Regions from separate parts of the Rattus norvegicus genome. Here region 1 is linked to region 2. A link is a contact called in public Hi-C data. All regions are on one chromosome and are shown on one strand. The core of a region is the stretch at or near the end of the contact, and the rest is flanking DNA. Distances in the headings are between cores, read along the strand shown.

Evidence for each region. Hi-C and Micro-C count contacts between places; a contact is called where the count stands out from the background.
Region 1: a contact with region 2 is called in a Hi-C map of Schwann cells, with 5 times the contacts expected there. The contact joins the enhancer-like site here to the promoter of Mrpl22 in region 2. A contact is called at or near these places in 12 of 12 Hi-C or Micro-C datasets (the A7r5 cell line, the Rat2 cell line, Schwann cells and 7 more) and 1 of 1 datasets of contacts at active chromatin or transcription factors (oligodendrocytes).

What each region holds. Positions count from the first base shown.
Region 1 is chr10:42,910,666-42,913,365 of GRCr8, reverse strand. No RefSeq gene overlaps it. Among named protein-coding and RNA genes, the nearest start is that of Irgm2, 22 kb to the right of the region's middle. Within about 2 kb of position 1,440, at least 16 of the 93 cell types and tissues checked have an H3K27ac peak or open chromatin away from gene starts, as enhancers often do. A contact at or near this core is called in Schwann cells and liver, where this site is marked.
Region 2 is chr10:42,844,628-42,847,327 of GRCr8, reverse strand. It overlaps Mrpl22 (mitochondrial ribosomal protein L22), which reads right to left and starts at 1,418. Exons shown (of 7, transcript NM_001105781.1): 1 at 1,365-1,418; 2 at 1,236-1,284. The coding sequence starts at 1,392.

The sequences.
Region 1 (2,700 bases), core at 191-2,690, 66 kb before region 2:
CTTCTCCCTATTCCTCTTCCCCTTCCTCCTCTTCCTCCTCTTCCTCCTCCTCCTCCTCCTCCACCTCTTCATAGTCAGGGTCTCACTATGTAGCCATGACTGGCCTGGAACTTGACCAGGTTAGCTGGGAACTCACAGAGGTCCTCCCGCAGCAGCCTCCCAAGTGTTGGGATTAAAGAAAGGCATGTACCACCATGTCTGGCTATCTTTCATGTTCTTAAAAGCAGATTTAAGGCACAAAGAAGGACTCTGGGTTCACCAACCATACCAATGAGGAAGCAGTGGACGTGTCACTCTTTTTTTTTTTTTTTTTTTTTTTTTTTTGGTTCTTTTTTTCGGAGCTGGGGACCGAACCCAGGGCCTTGTGCTTCCTAGGTAAGCGCTCTACCACTGAGCTAAATCCCCAGCCCCGGACGTGTCACTCTTGTTCGTTGTATGCCTGTAAATACAACCTTGCTTTATTCACTCTCACCTCAAAATAAATTTAAAATTAAGATTTAATGTAAGGGACATATTAAACTGGTTCTACAAATAACTTTTTATTAACTTGTCTTGGGGGATTAGTTTTGGAAGTGTACCTGTGGAAACATGCAAGCCATGGCAAGTGTGTAGAGGGAAGATAGAAACTTTGTAGAATCAGTCTTTTTATCCACCTCATGTGAATTCTGGGGATTGAACCAGGTTGGGAAAATTGTGTGGCAAACACCTTTAACTTCTAAGCCACATTGCTGGGCCAAACTGTTTGGTTTTTGTTAAGCATTCTCTCTCTCTCTCTCTCTCTCTCTCTCTCTCTCTCTCTCTCTCTCTCTCTCTCTGTGTCTGTGTGTCTGTGTGTCTGTGCGTGCGCACGTCGTGCACACATTATGAAGGCCAAAGGAGAGTGTTGGGTTCTGTGGTGCTAGTAGTTATGAACTACTTAATGTGGGTTCTCAAGAAGACCAGTATGCACTCTTAACCACTGAGCCATCTCTCCAGCTCTAATATATACTTATTTATAATACCTAAATATAAGCCATTTGCAAAGCATACTTATAAGACAATTTACACATGCATGCTTTTGATTGAAAAATAATTATATAATCTCCTGCAAAGTAGCCAGGCCTGTGGCATGCACCTTTGTATTTTAGGGGTCACTCTTACTAAACGTTGCCTTATGTTGTTCAAATGTGACCAAAATGGTTTGTGCTTTGTTTTTGTAACAGACTCCATTCAGCCATTGCCTCCTCCATGCTCCGTGGGTCACCTGCCACGAGAGGCCAGAGAAAAGGATGATTAATCAACCGTGCTTGGGGAAGGGAGGAGGTTGTTGAGAGACAAGAGTGGAAGATACCCAGCTGAAAATGGAATTGTTTATATCAGCTTTCCCAAATGAAATCCAGCAGAGCCCGGAAAGGTCACAGAGAGTTCCTCCTGCATGTTGCCAATCCTTCCACTAGAGGGAGCAATTAAACGCCTCCCTGCTTCCTCCCCATTTCTGTCCTAGGTTTTCTGTGGGCTGTTTTCAGACACAGGCTGGGCATGCATTTTTGTAGTTGTTTGCCCATACAGTGCCCTTCATGAAATTTACACACCAATTCAGCACTGGAATCCCAGCGCCCCGAATCCCTAAATGCTGAGGACAGCATACCATGACATGGATGGTGCCTGGGACCCTGAGAAGTAGGAAACACATCCGGCGGGGGGGGGGGGGGGGGGGGGGATCCGCCATCAGAAATAAGCAACTAGCGGAAGTAGGCCTGGATGGTGACCTCTCAGAAGCCCAAGGGCAGCTCATTTGTTAAAAAGTTGTTCCCATGTCTCCTGACCTTAGCCCTGGACAAAAGCTGTATAGATTTCATTTGTGTGTGACTGCTTTTCAGTTGGCCTTGGTGTGCATAATTATATACAATGAATGACTGGTAAACAATCAAAAACTGAGACATAGGGGAGGCAGCACAGCACGGTCCTGATGGCCCAGGTGCATGCTGTGAACTCTCATTTTCGGAATAATGTAATAACCGCACAATGGTAGTTTTGGATTAATGTTTGACTTGCAAATAAAGTTTGAAGAAACTATGTCTAGAAATAAATTAGGAAAATGAATCAGAGCCAATATTGGGACCCTGAGAAAGGAAAATGGTATTGAAGTTATGAAATGAGTTTTCTGCAACACTTGAGAGTGGTTCCTGGCCTCCTTGGAATATGTATGGACAGCAAGTAAAATTAGACTCCTGAAAGAAGATAGAGAACATATAAAATTCTATACTAGTAAAACTAAGTCAGAACACTGGGACTCTTAGATTCATTGTGTGCAACATACAGAAGTAGGTGCTTACGAACTGCTGAGTTAAGGATTAACCTGATTCTTTTCTGCCTGGCAGCTTTGCCCATGTCATTTATCATTAGAGCTTCACCAGGAAACCCCATGTAGCTGACCTCGGAATTTTGAGCTCTGAAGTATAATAAGTCAAAAGTTAAAGTTTAAATAATGACAAGTTTGCAATTATTATTTTGGCCACGGCCCTGGAAACAGGGGAAGCTTGAAACTTTGGGGGAACAATGGTAATTCTTAATTCTTTGGGGGGGAATGTGGTCCTTCTTTTGAACTTGACACATCTGGTAATGATTATACAATGTCTCTCTTTCTACCTGCTTCTGGAGTAACAATAAAAGACTGGGGCAAGTTAGAGGCCAAGAGTTGTGTGGGGATGTAGGAGGGCA
Region 2 (2,700 bases), core at 169-2,668:
AGTTATCTGTCTTGTCTCCCCTCCAAACATGCCAGTGGTCTCCAGACCTTTCTTCTCCAGTCTGAGTCATGCGTGTGTACGTTTCTACACAGTTAAAGCCAGTGGGCTCACTGTCACTTCTTTGGGCCTTGGTTTTCATATATGTAAGAAAGAGGAAAGAGACCACGTCTCTAAGGCCTCTAACATCGTTGTATATCATCACTCACAGCAGGATGACAGAACCACGAGCTTTGACTTCGATCCTAAGTCACTATGACAAACTATTAAATGAGATTTCTTCCGAAGTACATACTGTCTGTGTGTCTGTCTGTCTGACTATCAGCCCTTATGCAGCAGTGCCTTGCATTTCTCTTTTCTTTTTTTTTCGGAACTGGGGACCGAACCCAGGGCCTTGCGCTTGCTAGGCAAGCGCTCTACCACTGAGCTAAATCCCCAACCCCGTGCCTTGCATTTCTCAAAACCCCAATACAGATTTGGCAATTAATGTGATGTTTGATAAAATAAGTATGCCCAGAACTAGTGGTGACAGTTTTATGAATAGTTACAGGTTTTAGGAATACTCAAGACTGAAATGGGTCTTAAACTGAATCAAGCAAATACCAGACTGCCATAATTAAATTAAATCAAAATATTACTCCAAACGAAGCAATTAATTTGCAAGTGCTATATATGCAATCCAAACTCCCTATGTACCCTATGGATCCAGGCCAACTCAACTGTATTCCTTAATCTCTATACAGGGCCGCTTGTCTCCTAGCACGTTGCATGGCCTGGGATCCCAGAATCTGATTGGTAAGCGGAAGTCAGACTGACCTATGTCAAGAGACTCAAACAGTTTTCTCGAGAGGCTCCATAATGCTCTACAGAGCAAAAGGTTCAAAACAGTTGTCTGAGGCGCTGAGAAACAACACCGTAGAGTATACAATGTCAGGCAAGCGTCGAGTTTCCAAACAGTCCTTGACCACGGTAAGTGAACAGAGAAATAACTAGGAATGTTTATTTGTTGGTATATCACACAACGTGGAAGAGTCGAACTGTGGCCATGGAATGGGGAGAGGCTGTTCAGAAAACACTGAGAGGAGCCCTCGGAGCCAACAGTCCTCACAGGGTTACAAAGCACTCTTGGGCCGGACCGCCCTCTACCTGAGGCCTAAAGCACCGCTTGGCACACAAGGGCACTCTGAGGGATGCAGACCAGACACAGCTTGCTAGAATTTTCGTGGCAGAACACTTACCGCAGCATCTGAGTTGTCCAGATCCTCAGGTTAGGTACCCACAGTGCACCTGCAACACGAGTACGAGCTGTCAACTTTGATTCTCACTACCGCTTCAACCCTAAATTCTGAGAAAGCCATAAGACTTACCCAACTCTCGCAGCAGTGCGGCCGCCATCCTTGGCCCTACGGAAGCCTCGGAGTTCAAACGCCGGCTGCCTGCACGCATGCGCAGTCCGAGGCTTGCCTTTCGGACCCGGAAAGTCCGAGTGCGTTGTCATGGAGACCAGGAATGCGTCGTCCTGTGGAAAGTCTAGTCAGACCAGCCTTGTTTTGTAGAGAATGACCTCATAAAGATTGAAAATTAGAAAAATTGTGGTCTCACACCATAGCAGCCTGAAAAGGGTAGGGGAACCTGTAAATCCCAAATATTTGAGGCCAAAGATAATGAGAAAGACCACTGATCCAAGTCGTCATGGCCAAATTAATTAAAGCAATCAGTTAATTGAAGCAAGCTTTTTTATTCGTGTACAGGAGCTGCCTTCCCCTAAGGCAGCATTTGGGAAGGCAGCATTGGACATGAAGACAAGGTTTTTATAGCTCAGGGGGTAGGAGGGGTGTTCCAAATGGATTTACCAGGTGGGGTTACAGGAGCAGAACTATAATTGGAGCAGACTAATAAGTTAGTTCCTAATGACCTCCTGAGACAAAGTCATGATTGCAAGGTGGTCTTAAGAAGGTAGTCATAAGGGGCTGGGGATTTAGCTCAGTGGTAGAGCGCTTACCTAGGAAGTGCAAGGCCCTGGGTTCTGTCCCCAGCTCCGAAAAAAAGAACCAAAAAAAAAAAAAAAAAAAAGAAGGTAGTCATACAGAAAAACCTTTTGAAACAAAAGTAGGGTTAACAAGATGGTTTTAAATCGAAAACATAGTTGCCATTTCTTGGAACACATAAAACCATTTGTAGTTAAGGGTACCAGTGGGGCATAGCCCAATCAGTGAGAAACAGAGGATTAATCACAAACAAGAATGGATCTAGTTTGTCTTTACTATAAGATAGTGTTTAAGCCTAAAATGCAGACAGACTGATTCATCAAACTATGTTCTCAGTGGGCCTCAGGGTTCTTGTTAGGAACTACCAACATCAGGAGACACCGTGACACACAAACCAGGCTCTGCCTCAAAAGACGCCCAGGGTCGTGGCTGGCATATGTTCATAATCGCAGCATAGGAGAGGCTGAAGCAGGAAGATCTCCACAAGTTTGAGGCTGCAAATTCCAGGCCATTTAGATCTACACAGTTTCTTGAAGGGGAGGAAAAAAGAGAGAGAGAGGAAAGAAAGATCACTCTACTTACACAAATTTGTGAACATTATTAAGAAAACTCTTTCAGAAACCAAATTGCCTGGCACGGTGGCCCATGCCTTTAATCCCAGCACTCAGCAGGACAGAAGCAGGTAGATCTCTGTGAAGTCAATGAAGTTTGGTCT